Linked DNA regions of Mus musculus: region 1 is linked to region 2. The links are chromatin contacts, called in public HiChIP or PLAC-seq maps. All regions are on one chromosome and are shown on one strand. The core of a region is the stretch at or near the end of the contact, and the rest is flanking DNA. Distances in the headings are between cores, read along the strand shown.

Region 1 (4,708 bases), core at 105-2,604, 1.2 Mb before region 2:
CTGCCTGCCGCCACAATGGTCATGCAGTAAGCTCTGTGAAATCATGAGCCTCCAAAATAAATGCTTTCTTTTATAAGTTGCCTAGGTCATGGTGCTTTGTTACAGTAATAGAAAAGTAGCCAAGATGAGTGCCTAGAACAAATTAAGTTCTTGGTGATGGTGGCTGGTGAGCTTTCATGATTTTCATTTAAGGATCTCAAAGCAGTAATCTTCATCAGTGTGTGTCCTAGTTTGTTCTCTGTCACTGTGATAAAACACTAGACAAAAGGCACTTGGGGAGAAAAGGGTGTAGTACATCTTACAGGTTAGAGTCCATCATCAAAGGAAGTCAGGGTATGAACTCAGGTAGTAAGCTAGAAGCAGGAACTGAAGCAGAGTCCATGGAGGAATGCTGCTTATTAGCTTGCTCCTTCTGGTTTGCTCAACTCCACTTCTTATTCAAGCCAGGACGACCTGGCCAGGAATGGCACCAAGCACAGTGGGCTGGGCTCTCCTACTTCTATTAGCAATTAAGAAAATGCTGGGCGTGGTGGCATACACCTTTAATCCCAGCACTCGGCAGGCAGAGGCAGGTGGATTTCTGAGTTCGAGGCCAGCCTGGTCTACAAAGTGAGTTCCAGGGCAGCCAGGGCTATATAGAGAAACCCTGCTAACTCACTGGCAGCAATTCCTCAGTTGAGTGTTTCTCTTCCCATAGGTTGATAACAGACAATAACTATAGCAGTGTGATTTTCATTTTCTTATTATAAAGCATGCTTAGCTTGATCCCAGAACAGGTTGTGTTAGCTTTCTACTACCATGACAGAATATCTGAGAAAATCAGTTTAAAGGAGGAAGGCCTTATTTCGGTTCAAGGTCACAGAGCATCAGTCCATGGTGACTAGGCTCATTTCTCTTGGGTGAGTCAGGTTCTGAACAGAGGACAGAGTACCTCACAGCATCTGGAAGCAGAAAGAGTAAAAGAGGAAGAGCCTGGAACAAAACACATCCTTCAGGGGCACATTCCCAATGACTCACTCTCTATGAGTAGACCTCATCTCCTAGACTGTCTACTCCCACCTAATAGCCATTAAGCTATAGATCCATCAGTGGGTTAACCCACTGAAGAGACCCTTCATTCCACCTCACCTCCCACATTCCAACCTCTGAACATCACTATATTAGGATCATGTCTTCAATACCTGAGCTATTGGGGATCATTTTTGATCTAAATTATAATGTTTATTCCTCATAATTGAGTAACGTCTTTTATACTCTAGAATTATAGTTTCTAGGCAATGAAATGAAGACACTTGAACTTCTAAGTGAATCAACTATTTAATAAGGCTGGGGTTTAACCTTATTACCTGTGACTCATCAGTCTGGCTGGGGCTAAAATTCTTCTGCTGAATGTTTATCACCTTAGAGGAAGCAGCCAAGGAGCAAGGCAGACTGAGAGACAAAATTAGATTTGAGTCTCTTAGACATATTAGTGAGAAGACGAGCCAGGGATGCATGTAGTTCAGTTGGTAGAGTGCTTGCCTAGCATGCATGAAGCCTTGGGTTCAGTCTTCAGGATCATATAAACAGACATCATGGACCATGCCTGTAATCCAAGTACTTTATAAGTACAGGTAAGAGGATAAGAAGTTTAAAGTCATCCCTGGCTACATAGTGAATTCAAGCCTAACCTGGGATACAGGAGACCCTATCTCAAATGCGCACACGAACACACACACACGAACACACACACACACACACACACACACACACATACATGCTGTAATTTAAAACTTAAAAAAAATTAATTAGAAAAAAGTATTTATTGATGAATATTCTTTTTTCATATTTGGAAATCACTTTCATAGTTGTTTTAATTCACTAATTATGATAGCCATTGGAATAATAAAAATAAATATTTGATATGCATGAATAAATGTAATGTGTTGTAAATATAGTACATATAGCTGCTTTGTGAAGATCAAAGGAATATACATTAAAGATAGATGCAGTCTGCCCATCTTGTGCATGTTTATTCAAAATGCAAGAAACTTTAAATAATATAAAACCACTATAAAGTGATTGGGTTAATAGAGATTCTAAGTGAAAAAAAGTCTATTGTGTGTTTCCCAAGAGAAACCAGAGGGAACCCAGGCCTTTGGAATCTTAGAAGTGCTAATGTAGCAATTAACAGCCTAAAGAGAGAGGTACTGTAAAATTATTGTCATGAATAGTTTACACTTAGCAATGGTGTTTTTATCAAGCTAGATTTTAAAAAGCACCATGGTAAATATTTAATTATAAGAAAAGAGGCTGCATGTACATTAGTACACCCCAAAGTGACACATAAATTTCAAAGAAAGGCAACCATCTTACTCATTAACACTTTCTACAAGAACCCCGTGATGAAAGAATTTTCAAGTACAAGTTAACAGAACTACACACAAACACGCAATTGTGGGTAATGCTGTGTTGGTGTTCTTGACCATGTTATTTATTTCATCATGTATATTGTCTTAGGGTTTCCATTGCTGTGTAGAGACACTGTGACCAAGGCAACTCTTATAAAGGACATTTAATTGGGGCTGGCTTACAGGTTCAGAGTTTCAGTCCATTATCATCAAGGTGGGAGCATGACAGCATCCAGGCAGGCATGGTGCTGGTGGAGCTGAGAGTTCTACATCTTGTTCTGAATGCAAACAGGAGAAGCCTGGCTTCCAGGCAGCTAGGAGGGAGGTCTTTCAAAGCCCACCCCCAAAGTGGCACACTTCCTCCAACAATGCCACACCTCCTCCTAATAGTGCCACTTCCTAGGCCAAGCATACTCAAACCACTGCATATATGGATATCAGAACACTGTATTTGATATCCTTAAACACAGTGGATATATCCCTTACATATGATTTTTGAAAAAATTACTAAGTTACTTTGCTAGGGAGGATTCAGAAAACAAGCACGGCTAAAGTATAGGTCCACGGTGTCTGTTTGAAATATTTCTGCCAGATGAATATGGTGCCTGTAGAGGCCAGAAGAGGGCATCCATTACTCTGGAACAGGAGTTAGAGACAGTTGTGGGGCTTCATCTATTTTCACATGATCCTTAATTTATTTAAAAGGGAATACAGCGAGCTGGGTATGGTAGAAGACAATAATTCCGACATGTAGCAGGCCAAGGCAGGAGACTGTGAGTTTGAAGTCAGGCTAAGCCTTGCCTGAGCCAAACTACATCTCAGAAATGTATCATTTTTCTGATGGGGAATTCTATATAGACTCGTGAACTGCTGGAGTTCCTTACAAGAACTGTACAGTTAGTACAGCTACTAACAAACTGCAAGATTGTTCAGTAAATGTCATCTGTAATCCTCAGACAATGAATAGATAAATGTTCCCAAGAAAACAAGCATTATAAGGGATGGGGAAGGTTAAGAATTATATAGGAAACAGTCATTGAAATTAGACTCTCACATAGTGCCCACTTAGCACAGAGTAAGCACTTGGCCAAATGCCAATTTCCTTTTCTTTTTCTTTTTGTTCTATTTCTTTCTCTTATTAAATGTGATCTATAAAGACTTATTTGTTTTTTATGTGTACGAATGTTCTGCATGTAAGTGAATGTGTACCACATGCATACAGTGCCTGGTGGAGGTCAGAAGACCACATCAGATCCCCTGTAACAGGAGTTTCAGACAGTTGTGAGCCCTTATATGGGTACTGGAAACTGAACCTGGGTCCTCTGGCTGAGGCATCTCTCCAGCCCCAAATGTGCTATATTATTATTCGTCCAAAGAAGTACATCTCAGCAAGCATTGAGTGCACCTGTGATGACCATCAAGCCTGGGAGTTATTATGCAGTTGTTAAAGGAAGTCATTTAAACCGATCCTCAAGTAGACTATAGCTAAAGACCCAGGATTTAATCCTTTCTTCAATTTTTTTTGGGGGGGGTTGTTTATTTTTATTAGTTTATGTTTATCTTCAGGCAGTTTTATTATTTCATGTGAGCTGATTGTGGAGGCATAGAGAGTAGGCATAGTTAAGGTTGTATTTCTGTACTGTACTGTTTGTGTTGCTGAATGTGATCCCACAGAATAGTGGATACCTTGGAAGAATAGACTAGAGTAGCTGGTAAAACTCTGGAGCCTACAGCTGGTGCCTCCGTTCATTTTTTTTCCCCCTCTAATTTTCTTTCCTTGATTAATTCACAAAGGAAGTTTTCAGTTTCCAAAATGGAAGATTATTTCAAAATATAATGAAGTGGAAAAATACTCAGTTAGATGGGGCTTGCAATCTAAATTCATGTAAAACATTAAAAGGGGCCATTTATTTAAACTATCGTTTAAATAAAATCAAACACATCAAGCATATAAATGAGTGATAAATCTCCACCCCAAATAAACCAGGCAATGAAAACACAACTCAGTTAATATGAATACTTGCTGTGCGCCTAGATTGCGCAGCTCTACCACTACACTACCGTCTTCCCCATATAAGAGAAACCTTATAACTTGTGGTTTCTCCAGGCCACGTGCTTCTGCTCTGCTTTCCTTCTTCTTCCTCCTCCGTTGTCCTCTCTCTCTCTTTCTCTCCCAAAACCTTCAGCCCCACCTTCCCCTCTGTTTCTGCCCAATCACCGCTCTAGCCTTTATTTATAAATTAAGGTGGGAAGCAGGTTTACAGGAAATCACCTGAGTGCTGACTCATTCTTTGTTTGCAGCCCCTCACAGGAGAACA
Region 2 (4,223 bases), core at 1,616-4,115:
GATTACAGGCCTGTCCCTCTTTGGTGTGTTCTTCACACACACACACACACACACACACACATACACACACACACACACACACACACACACACACACACACACACACACACACACTCAGAGAGAGAGAGAGAGAGAGAGAGAGAGAGAGAGAGAGAGAGAGAGGTTGAACAAGGTTTCTCACAAGCTCTACCAGGAGGTTAGGACCAGGCAGGTTCCAATGGATTAATGTAAGACAGATGCTGACATTGAACTTATGATCCTCTTGGCTCAGCCTCTTGAGTAGTGGGGTTATAACTATGCATCACTGTGTCTTGCCTTGCCCTCTCCTCACAGCACTGTGGACCAAACCTAAGGACTCACACATGCTAGGGGAGTGCTCTGCCACAGAGCTACACTCTGGCCTAGGGTCCTGCCTTTCAAACATGCTTCCCTGAGACGTTTCCATGGACACACTAGGCAAGGGTCTTCTAAGTACTCATGGTGTTTTCTTGGAATAGCTCTCTCTCTCTCTCTCTCTCTCTCCCTCTCTCTCTCTCTCTCTCTCTCTGTATGAGTGTATATGCGTGTATGTGTATGTGTCTGTGTGAGTATATACAGGTGCAATACCCATGCATGCAAATGTATGTGAAGACTAGAGGATGCCCTTGGCTGTCATTCCCCCAATGTTGTCCACCAAGCCCAGTTATTGTTTATGATGATGATGATGATGATGATGGATGTGGGTTCTGGGGATTGAACGCAGAAACTCAGGCCTTGCCTTCTTCAGCTGAGACATCCTTCCTGTCCTATAATTAGTTTTCCTGTCACTTGAACTATTTTAAGGACTAAGGAGGCAGGAACATCAAGGGACAGCACCAAGCAGGCGTCCATGACTGTCTTCTGAACAGATCAGCAAAGGAATGAACAGAGGGAGCGCTTCCCGCTACCCGGGATGCACCAGGTCCATGAGGAAAGCAGACAGAGGTATGTCCCACAGCTCAGCTGCCACCCCTCCCCCATGCCCCGTTAGCCCCTCCTGACCACCTCATCCATGGCCAGCACTAGGTCAGGAATGTCCCTGAGAAACCATGAAGAAAAGAGTGTGTACCGTGGAAAGTGACAAGCTCTGGGTCGCCAGGGTGAGCGGTACCAACCTGGGGAGAGAGAAAGGCCCAGTCAGACATGGGAAGCCCTGCCCCAGCATTTGTCCTGGGGACAAATCGCAGAGGATGAAATGACACTGGCCAGGCTTCTATTTGGCTTTGGAATACTCCTCAGTACCCTCAACACAGACTTCTCAGGCCTTCATTTGGGAAACCCATGATGTAGCTGGCCTCGAGCACACAGCATTGAGATTTCTGGCCAAAAATCTAAGCAGAAGGGAAACACAAGGCTTCCAGACTGCATTCGTGAGTGCAGCCAATGCTGAGTGTCTTGGCCTCCTTTCTTATCAATTAGGATTGGCTCACATGTGAGGCCAAGTGTCCAAGCCAGCTCTGAGCAAGTTCTGAAGCTGGGCCAATCGTCTGCTTTGCTACTGAGTGTAATCAGAGACAGGCATAAGGCACAGGTCAGGCAGCAGTGGCAGTGACAAATAGCAGGGTTGTCATTAGATTGGAGGGGCTTTTATGGACTCTTCATTAGGTGACAGGGGTCTGGAATCCAAGCAGTTCTGGATAACACTGTTCAACTGTCTTAGCTTCATTCCTTGTTACTGTGATTGGAAACCCTAGCGAAAGCAACTTGTGGGAGAAAGGGTTTATTTGGTTTACAACTCCAGGTTACAGTCCATCACTGCTGTGAAGTCAAGGCAGCACTGCATGGAAGCAGTTAGTCACATTAAATCCACAGTCAAGAGCAGAGAGCAATGAATTAATGTATGCACGTGAATGTCAGCTCACTTTCTCCACTCTTAGGCAGCTTAGAATCTCTTGCCTAGGGTATGGTGTCTAGTATAGTGGGCAGGTTTTCCTGTCTTGGCTTAGGTAATCTAGATAATTCCAGGCCAACCTGATCTAGACAACTCCTTATTGAGACTCTTTTCTCGGCCAATTTGATTTGTTCTATGTTGACAATTAAAGGTAACCATCTCACTCTGCCTCCATCTTTCCCCAGAAGATGCTCCACCTAGATCTGGGATCTTTCTGTGCTTGTAAGTGGGGATTGCAAGCTGCTTAGGGGTCATCATGAAAAGATATTGGGAAGAGGAAGGAACCTTCCAGAAAGAAAATCTAAGGACGACCTTTACAAGTGGTTAAGCAAGGTGGTAGGAGTATATAAACTGTCATGATGTTAAACTGATGAAACTGGAAGATGCTTGCGAAGTGCTGGGTGTGTTTCTGTTTGATAATGTCTACTTTGAGGGCCTCGTAGGAAACACCCATGCCTCCAAACGCTACGGTGTCCCAGTATGCCACAGGAAATTAAAACAAGACAAAACACGTTGAGCCTGGCATTGAGTTTAAGTCACTCCATAACTGCCCCACCATCCCCCGAGTGTAGATACCACACAGGGTTCCACTACAGGTTGTACAACTGCAGTATCATTCCCACAACAGTCTAAAGTTTGTGGTCTTCTGTCTCATACTTGGTGTGTTGGGATTGTTTGTGGGAGGTAGTAAGGAGGTGGGGCTCTGTGTTGAGAGGAGGGACCTTGAGCTCTGGGAAACAGTGGGACCTAGGCAGCCTCTGCCCTTGTATGAGGAGATGCAGTGTTTTCTTGGGGTATCTCCAGAAGCTGCACTTGCAGCAGATGCCTCGCTACAGTTATCTGGATAAACACGCCCTTGGTGCTGCTGTTGGGCTCACTTGGAGCTTCAGCCCTGTCCCCTGGGGGATCCCGCGCTCTGCCTTCCAGGCTAGCATGCTTGGACCGTGGGCTGCCCACATGGACGCCTCAAAGGTCAGATTTGGACATAGGCCTAGGCCAATACACAGCCAGCCGGCCTGCATCAGTTAGAGGCATCAGCGACCAGCAGCATTCCCATTCCCACGGGAATCAGTATAAGCCCACTTCAAAGAATATTTTGAAATGATCATCTGCAAACTCCAGAAAGCAGAGACCACGTCTGTCTAGGTCATTCCTGTGTTCCCCCCGGGGCCTAGCAAGAGTCCTTGGCACTGGGGAGAGCTCAGTAAATATTTACTGAAAGAATGAGAGAATGATTGCGCACAGATCCATGACTCATGCCTTGTCCCCGTGTTTCCTCACAGAAATAAATGTCTCCCTATGATACTGGCAAAATCCTACAGACGGTACTGCCAACTGCCTGGGGGAGGGGGAGGCTGGGCAAGGATCACAGTGCCTGCACCTGCTTCCTGGTCACCAGGAGATCTGAGCTGTGGTCCCAGCTGCCCCATGCTCCGTGACCTTGGGCTAACCAAAGAGCTTCTGTGGGTAGCTGTCTTCCCATGATAACTGGGAGAGATAACGCTTGCCTCTTGGGTAACTCAATCTTTGAGGAGGATGGAACTGAGTAGTTACAAATTTTAACCCCCAGTTCCCAGCTCAGAGGCCACGAGTTCCGGTCACTTCTTTTAGTTAAGAAGGAGTCTATTTTGCAATTTTATGCTTCTTCCGCCCCTGAGGCCAAATGTTTGTTTTACTAATAGACGACTCACTGTTAAAATAAGCCAGTGTGTGGTATTTCATTACCAGGGTCTATTATCTAGAAACTTCTAGATCTTTAAGGGCCTATATGTAGATAGATGATATCAGAGAGTAGACATACAGGAATGGAAAAGTGCCCAAGGCAAGATGGATCCGTTTCCTAAAACAGGCACTGGTACTTAGCCTGCTGCATGAAGACATGAGAGTTACTTACTGGTGTTTTGCAGTGTGGCCGGGCAGGTATTGGAAAAACAGCCTGTGGAAAGAGAATATGAGGGGTGAAGGCATCAGGAAACCTAGCACCAGCTGAGGCCAATCTGGTGCTCACTGCAGGGTCCCCAGGAAAGCTTCTCCCAACCCCATCCTAACTTACGCCTTTGATGTTAACCACAGCTCCAGGGGGCCCTGGGGGCCCTGGGGGTCCAGGTAGGCCAGGTGGACCCTGAAGGAAGAAAAGAAAAGCCGCTGCTGTGTTTAAGGATGTGGGAGGCAGCTACAGCATTTGCTACACACTCTGAGCTGGAAGCTGGGAGGGAGTAGCTTCCAGAGCACTCCCTCATCTGGGGCATACTGAAAAGGGTTGGTAAAGCATGCGGGAGACAGCTGGACAGCTATGCCGTCCTGGCTGACACCC

Evidence for each region. HiChIP or PLAC-seq counts read pairs in DNA pulled down with a chosen protein or histone mark.
Region 1: a FOXA1 HiChIP or PLAC-seq map of pancreatic cancer cells shows a contact between it and region 2. The contact joins two enhancer-like sites.

The regions. Positions count from the first base shown.
Region 1 is chr4:48,485,772-48,490,479 of GRCm38.p6, reverse strand. No RefSeq gene overlaps it. Among named protein-coding and RNA genes, the nearest start is that of Tex10, 15 kb to the right of the region's middle. Within about 2 kb of position 1,354, at least 18 of the 459 cell types and tissues checked have an H3K27ac peak or open chromatin away from gene starts, as enhancers often do. A contact at or near this core is called in pancreatic cancer cells, where this site is marked.
Region 2 is chr4:47,292,988-47,297,210 of GRCm38.p6, reverse strand. It overlaps Col15a1 (collagen, type XV, alpha 1), which reads right to left. Exons shown (of 40, transcript NM_009928.3): 27 at 3,963-4,031; 28 at 3,804-3,845; 29 at 1,088-1,133. Gm52732 (a long non-coding RNA gene) reads left to right here. Exons shown (of 3, transcript XR_003955396.1): 3 at 823-3,455. Among named protein-coding and RNA genes, the nearest start is that of Gm52732, 8.1 kb to the left of the region's middle. Within about 2 kb of position 2,865, at least 146 of the 459 cell types and tissues checked have an H3K27ac peak or open chromatin away from gene starts, as enhancers often do. A contact at or near this core is called in pancreatic cancer cells, where this site is marked.